Linked DNA regions of Sus scrofa: region 1 is linked to region 2. The links are chromatin contacts, called in public Hi-C maps. All regions are on one chromosome and are shown on one strand. Each heading gives the region's core, a stretch centred on a gene start, on an enhancer-like site or on the middle of the called end of the contact. The rest is flanking DNA. Distances are from core to core; before and after follow the strand shown.

Evidence for each region. Hi-C and Micro-C count contacts between places; a contact is called where the count stands out from the background.
Region 1: a Hi-C map of embryonic fibroblasts shows a contact between it and region 2, with 2.1 times the contacts expected there. The contact joins the enhancer-like site here to the promoter of SLC40A1 in region 2. A contact is called at or near these places in 1 of 5 promoter capture datasets (fetal liver) and 9 of 47 Hi-C or Micro-C datasets (blood, embryonic fibroblasts, fetal liver and 4 more).

What each region holds. Positions count from the first base shown.
Region 1 is chr15:94,205,468-94,209,681 of Sscrofa11.1, forward strand. No RefSeq gene overlaps it. Among named protein-coding and RNA genes, the nearest start is that of SLC40A1, 46 kb to the left of the region's middle. Within about 2 kb of position 2,409, at least 2 of the 83 cell types and tissues checked have an H3K27ac peak or open chromatin away from gene starts, as enhancers often do. A contact at or near this core is called in embryonic fibroblasts, where this site is marked.
Region 2 is chr15:94,159,618-94,163,359 of Sscrofa11.1, forward strand. SLC40A1 (solute carrier family 40 member 1) reads right to left here and starts at 2,176. Exons shown (of 8, transcript XM_003483701.4): 1 at 1,800-2,176; 2 at 1,261-1,328. The coding sequence starts at 1,842.

The DNA of each region.
Region 1 (4,214 bases), core at 1,159-3,658, 46 kb after region 2:
TTCCATAGGATATAGCAAGGAAATAATACCCCCAAAAAGGAGGAAGGGGTGGGCAGGGCCTGGATTCTGTGCCTAACTGGAAACAGCAACAGAATCTTTCCATACAAATAAATATATATGTCTCAAAGATTTTATCCAACCCATTAATAAGAGAACCAAGAAAATGGTAACACTGGTGCAAAGTGCATTTTGAGGAAGAATATTAGAATACAATTTCTAGGTTAAATATTAAACTGGTGAATATCTTATAGAAAAATGATACTAAATCACCATAACCACTGGATTGCCTTGTATACCAGAAAAAAATCATTTGCATCTCTACTAGAAATAAATCTATAAATTAAAAGATAATGTCCCCAAATCCAAGCTCTTAATCAATAGAATAGTGAGTCTCAAAAACAGGTGCATGCCTCAAAGATAACTGAAGAATCCTTGATGATGGACAGGAGCTGCAGGAAAAAATACATTGTACTCTCTTAGCTTGGTTTCCAAGGTCTGAACAATTTTTTTTTTCAGCAGGGAGCAAGAACTCAGGAAAAGAAAGCAACGAGGAAAGGGCTCTGGCTGTGAAGCATCACAGGCAGAAGAGGTCTCTACCCAGTGGCAGAGGACTAAAGGGGAAGCCTTCCTTTATACAAAGAGTTCCCATGTCAGGTGTTCTTGAAGGAAAAACCATAATTAATACTTGCAGTGGTGACACATCATGGTGGGCACTTCATGAGTAAAATAGACCAAAAAGACTTGTGTAGATTACGCACTAGAATAACTGCATCATTAAAATGTTGCTGTGTGTCTGATGCCACACAAATTTTACTGTCTATTAACTAAATATTCAGGCTTCTGTTCCTTTCTAGATACAGAAAGAATTTTTTCTTTCTTAGCTCTTTAGTTTTTAAAATTCCTAAAAATTAATCTTTTGTCTTTTAAGTCCTATGATTGAAGGACAAAGCAGCAAAATTCCAACATTATCTGTTTAAAAACTACCATCATAACTTAATTATCTTAGAACGGAAGTGTCTACTTTTTAGGAAGTCAGATTTCTCAGGACCTCAAAATGAGATGGATTTTTATTTTCTAGAATGGCTTTTTTCCACTACTATCAGACACAGGGAATGGATTCGATGACCTCTAGGATCCCTTTATATTACGGCAGTTCCAGGATTCTATATTATCTAGAGCTCCCAAATGTTCCTATTACACATTTCACTGACAGATCATTAAAACTATACATTGTGGAAGATTTTAGCAGTTCATCTTTTAAATTTCCTGACACATTTAAAATATAAAATATGTGCCAAGAACATTTACATACTGTCCAACTTAAGAGCTGAGATCCCATCACCTTGTGCAAATATGTCTAAGAAGGTGCTCAGCATATCAATAATTATTTCAAGTGAATTAATGAATATTGTTATGTTAAATATCCAGAGTTAGAGATTCTTATTAGAAAAATTAGTAAAATTATTGTGCTGGTCTCTCCCAAATTAAAGAGGACTCTGTGAGGCTATTGACAACCTGCAGATTTTAAAAATTATTTTCGCATGTAAGAATGGCTTTTTTGTTTGTTTGTTTGTTTGCCTTTCCTGGGCCGAACCCAGGCATATGGGAGTTCCCAGGCTAGGGACTGAGTTGGGGCTACAGTTGTCAGCCTACACCACAGCCACAGCAATGCAGGATCCAAGCTGCTCCTGTGACCTACACATCAGCTCACGGCAACACTGGACCCCAACCCACTGAGTAAGGTGAGGGATGGAACCCGCATCCTCATGGAAACTAGTCAGATTTGTTTCTGCTGCATCACAAAGGGAACTCAAAGAATGGCTTATAATTTAAAATATATAAAAGACAGAAAATAGAATCCTTTGCTATTGATTGCTACATCACAGGTAAAGCAATGACTTAAATGTTATTGACAGCATTAGCAGTCTATATAGAAATCTTCCCCAAGATGTCTCTTCTGCATCATTCAGAGCATATAAATTATCTTCTACTATTTTCATATCTCATTTCTTTTTACTTGTGATACTTCTTAGCAAGCATCACAAAATGACGAAGCTTTTTGTTTTTCTGTTTTGTTGTACTAAATGATTAATTTCTAGCCTTTTGGGTCAGGGTTTTTGGGGAAAACATTATGCTCCTCTTCTAAAGCTAAGTTCTGTTTCAATGTGTTTTCAAACGTGTGTCTTTTGGAAAGCCCTTTCAAAATTAAAAACAGATGGTGAAAAAAGCTCTTTGTCTGAGACCAAACTAAAACTGCTGAAAGTCTGACTGCAGTTAGGTAAAAATAACAAAATTTCATGTTAAAAGCTGACTTTTAGGAAAAGTATTCCATTTCGTTTGGAAAGACCGTCAGAATTCCTTCTGACTGGCTCATAGGGTACAATTATAATCTATCTCTTTCCTTGCTTTTGAAAGGGATCATCGATCATGAAATGGGAAAAAAATGCATTTTTGGATCTACAGAAACTTTCTAATTCATTGATCCAATAAATGCTATTTCTGTCTTCTCAGACACTATTCCAGATGCCAGCTATAATTAGTGAACTAGATATACAAGTTCCCAACCCTGCAGGCTTTATAGTCTCAAACCAAAAATATAATTACAGATTGTGGTAAGTAACATGCAGGAAATAGAAAGGGTTTATGATAAGTAGTAGTGGGGAAAGAGAACCACTTCAGATCGGGTCATCAGGAAAATCCCCTCTGGACAGCTATATTGATCAGAACTCTTTATGTTATAAATAACAACTATAAAATAACAAACCAGGAATTCCCGTCATGGCTCAGCAGTTAGCGAAACTGACTAGCATCCATGAGGGTACAGGTTCAATCCCTGGCCTCACTCAGTGGGTTAAGGATCTGGTGTTGCCGTGAGCTGTGGTGTAGATTGCAGATCCTGCATTACTGTGGCTGTGTTATAGGCTGGAGGCTACAGCTCTGATTGAACACCTAGGCTGGGAACCTCCATATGTGGTGGGTGTGGCCCTAAAAAGACCAATAAATAAATAAATAAATAAATAAATAAATAAATAAATAAAATGACCCAGCAATCCCACTCTTGGGTATATATCCAGACAAAACTTTCCTTGAAAAAGGCACATGCACCCGCATATTCACTGCAGCAATATTCACAATTGTGAAAACATGGAAACAAGCTAAATGTCCATTGAGAGATGAATGGATTAAGAAGATGTGGTATATATATGCAATGGAATACTACTTAGCCATAAAAAAGAACAAAATAATGCCATTTGCAGCAACTCTCGTACTAAATGAAGTAAGTCAGAAAGAGAAAGGCAAATACCATATGACATCACTTATATCTGGAATCTAATATACGGCACAAATGAACCTTTCCACAGAAAAGAAAATCATGGATATGGAGAACAGACTTCTGCTTTCCAAGTGGGAGGGGGAAGGAGTGGGATGGATTGGGAATTTGGGGTTAATAGATGCAAACTATTGCTTTTGGAATGGATAAGCAATGAGATCCTGCTATATAGCACTAGGAACTATATCTACCCACTTATGATGGAGCATGATAATGTAAGAAAAAAGAATGTATACATGTATGTGTAACTGGGTCACCTTGCTGTACAGTAGAAAATTGACAGAACACTGTAAACCAGCTATAATGGAAAAAATAAAAATCATTATAAATGAAAAAAAGCAAAAATAAATAAATTAATTAATAAGCAACCAAAATCTGGCTTAAATAATAAAGATAATTTATTGACTTGTCTGGAAATAGGTCTAATTTCCTGCAGGGTTTGGTCTAGCAGCTCAAAGTCCTTCTGGAAGATCTTTGGCCTGCCTCCCTCCTTTGCTTTCCTCACTGATGAAGTCATGCATGGGTTCCACATTGTTGCTGCCCTCCACTCCTTACCCCAGCACCACTCCCCACCTTAGTACACAAATATGCTCCCATTCACGAGCATAACCACTATTCAGGAATCTAGGCAAAGCGGGAGGTCTCTTCCAAAAGATTTCAAAGAATAGAAAGGAACTTTTCTTTCTCAGAAACGCTAATAATTCTCTTTTCACATCTCCTTGGCTCTGGTTGGGTTACAGGCCTGTCCTGGGATTGGCATTGAAGTCAGGATAATGGAATATGCTTATTAGCTTAAGCCAATGGGGACCACACCTGGAGCTGGACCTGGGGTCCATTCCACCTAAACCACAAGCTTAAAAGTCGGGTGGGGGGGAACTCCAGA
Region 2 (3,742 bases), core at 926-3,425:
AACCTAGTTTAATAATTTCCCAAGGGCATCGGTACAGATTTCCTCATACAATAGTTTGCATTTATGCCTTAAGGATGATCTAATAGAAGTTTTCAATTTAAAAAGAAAATAACATTCACAAACTTTACTCTCAAAAGTCTTTCTCTTTACTATGGTTCCTTTAAATGTCATATATGAGGCATGAATAGAGTATACTCAGATTTGTTGCTTGTAAACAATTAGACTGGTTATTTAATTGAAAAATATTCTAATCAGCATTAATTAAATATAAATCCAGCATCCTCTGGGATTATTCTTTTGGATTGGTAGGTGTTGCTGAAGGTTCACAGGAACCCTGGGACTCTTCCAAGACCACATAAGAAGTCAGAGGGATAATTATGAATTAGTTGCTGATTTTCTTGGATAATGGCTTTTACGATAGGCTGAGATGCCCCGCACTTATCTACCTGAAGATAACATTTTTAAAGACCAGAATTTTCATCACTCAGATATTTGCTCTTGGGGTGAATCATATTTAAATTACTCTTAGAATGCTATTCTTAGCCTAAGCCAATCACTGCACTATTATACTGTATTTTCATAGTGCAGTATGCTGGAACTCATAGGGTTTGTTTGTTTGTTTGCTTTGCTTTTTATGGCCACTCCTGTGGCATATGGAAGTTCCCAGACTAGGGGTAGAATCAGAGCTGCAGCTGTCCACCTACACCACAGCCACAGCAAAGCAGGATCTGAGCTGCACCTGCGACCTACACTACAGCTCAGGGCAACGCCAGATCTTTAACCCACTGAGCAAGGCCAGGGGTTGGGTTTGTTACCAGCTGAGCCACAGTGGGAATTCCTGGAACTTATAGTTTTAACGAAAGAAGAAAATAGAGAAATATCTTCAAATGTGAAAAAACTGAAGGTCCATGACATATCCCTTCATTCTCAGTGGCAGATATTACCATTTATTAAGCCTTTTATAATGCAAAATACATTTTAACAAACAATACCATTAATGCTGCCCTTGTTAATCGTGTCTTTGGATAGTTGTCAATCTACACAAAGTGTGACAATTCAATAATTAAATAGCATTTGCTAACACCTTTGGGAAAACATCTTTGGTGAAAATAACTTTTTCGTGAAAGCATGTGTGTTGGTTGATTTGTTTCTTTAGCTGCATGACAAAACTGGAGGATGGCTTAATACAATTGGACCAAATGAAAGGAAATAAGAAATTGTGCAAGTATGTTGGAAGAACTACTGCAGATTTTCACTTACCCAAGTAGATAGAGAATGACCAAGGTAGAGAAGGAATTTTGCAGAGGTCAGGTAGTTTGCTAAGGATCCTGCAAAGACACACAAGGGGTGAGATAAAAAGCATAGTTAGTCACTTGAGTGAGCTGAGGTTGGAATGCTTATTCATTTGCTCTTATTAAACATAATTATTAAAATCCACTTTGTGCAGTAAATCACGAATATTTTATTAAGTCACCTAGACACTGATGGGTTGATTAAAAATGCAGCATGACTTGTTGATCAATAAATAACTGCATAACTTCACATACAATAAAACAACCTCTTGTTTTCAACATTTTTAAACTCCATTTCATTTTTAATAAGGCAATCCAAATTGCCCAGTCTACTCCATCCTTGCCTGTGTACAAGCCCCTTTCCCCATACCTTGAAATTCCTTTCTTCCTCAACCTCCACCAAAACAAGAGTCAAAGGAGCTACAAAGCACTCCGGTTAACAGCTGAGCCACATTCCTCCAACACCTGCTTGGAGCTGCGGGTCTCCACTGCATTGGTTCAACTCACCACAGCATCCTCCCTGGCGGTTTTGCTCTCTTGCCCTGGTCATGACACAAGGCGACCCCCACTCGTTCTTTTGCTGCTACCGCTGCCGCTGTTGCTCTTGCGGAGATGCTTGTTAGCAGGAATGCAAGGAACTGAAGAGAGCACCTCTGAAAACACAACAGCTTTGTGCAAAAAGACCGAGACAACTGTAGCAAAAACAAAAAAAGGAAAACGGCCCCGGGGTCTTCTTTAGGTCTTCTTTCCAAACTTAGCTAACACTGTAGCTGAAGTTGGAAAGGCAAAGCCTTATGGAGGCGGGTGGGAGGCTCAACAGGCGTCCGAACCGCGTCGGGTGCCCTGTGCCGCCGCCGCTGCCGCCGCCGCCGCGGGCCCGGCCCAAGCCCAGCACTTATACGGGGCCGGGGCGGGGCTCCCGCCGCCACCGCCTCTTGGGCCGCCCCCTCCCTTTCAGAGCCACCCGGGCGTCCCCGCGGCGCGAGGCCCGGGGCCAAGCCGCCTTCCACGCCCTTCTCGGGAGTCGCCGCCAGTCCGCGGCGCTAGCATTCGACTGGCTGCAAACAAGCTGCGGGCCTGCTGCGACCTTCCCCGGGTTCGCTCCACTCGCCGGGTTTTCCTTCCTCCGGGAGGCCGCGAGAGGGGCTGAGGGAGGCCAGGCGACCGGGAAGGGCAGGACCGGGAGCCTGGCGGGCGGGGAGATGCATGCCCCAAGCCCGGGTAGGGGCTGCGGGGCTGCGCTTCGCACAGGCTGCCTGGCCGACTCGGGAAGAGGGCGGCCGCCAAAGGTGGTCGTGCAAAACTCCAGGCCCGGCTTGGGGGGGGGGGACATCTTTTTTTTTTTTTTTAAACGAAAATCACTTTTAATATAAGTAGCTAAATAAACATAGTCCATGTCACAGAGGCCGCTTTCCTGGCCTTCCCATTCCGGCCCGCCTGCGGAATGTCTTCTTCCCAGGACTGCGTAGCGGGGCTTCCCTCAAAGAACCAGAATTAAGGGCCAGGAAGGGGCGCAAAGATCAGGGTCCAGACCTCTTCAGAGGAGAAAATGGAACCCTATAAGGGTTAAATCCCGCAGTGACTTAGGAACCCAGCCACCAGCCTAGAACTCGGGTCTCTGAATCCTTCCTGGAGATACAACCAGGAGGAAACGGCGCAAGCATCTCCTTCACCATCCTTCCTTCTCCCTCAGCTCCCTCTGGCCCCCGCCCGCACCTGCGCGTCGCTTCCTTCCCCACCTCTCCTCCAAATGGCCTAGAAACTGGCAGGCAGTTACTAGGAATACCGGTTATCCCAGTTGTATCCCAGTCCCGATACATCCATTCGGTGTCCTGGAAGTTCAGGTGAAGGACGCTAAAGAATACCAGACTTGAACCTTTACTGACTTTTCCATCCCCACCCCTACCTCCTCTATGCGAAAGCCCCCGTAGCTCGTTTAGCCCCCCCGGTTACCTTACCCTTCTCAATCTCACCGAAGCTCCGGGACTGGATCCTACACATTGAAACTCCAACTAGATTCCACACCCTAAACACAGGCCCGACGGTCACCTAGTAATGAAGGGAGACACACGTGAATATATGCCCTGTATCTAGACTCTCGATCAGGAGCCCCAGAGGTCGACGGGCGGGGTGCAGCTGGATTCGGTTGGGATGTGGTCTGGAGGTCAGAGATAGAGGATTTACACTTTAGCTACTGCTGTTAACTTTTATCCTTCTCAAGCCCTCTTTTTTCCTTTCTTTCACATTTTCACGTCCTTTCTCTTCAGTCCTAGAGAGGTTGTGGTCTGTCCTCTAAAATTAGAGAATAGGGTCGTGTGTCCACAAGTCCTTGAGACGTAAACCAAGGCACCCTCATATGAGGCACCTACAGAAGGAGGGAACTGGCAAATTAATCCCCTCCACATTATGGTATCTCTTAACTGGAGATGAATTTTGTTGATATGTCCTCA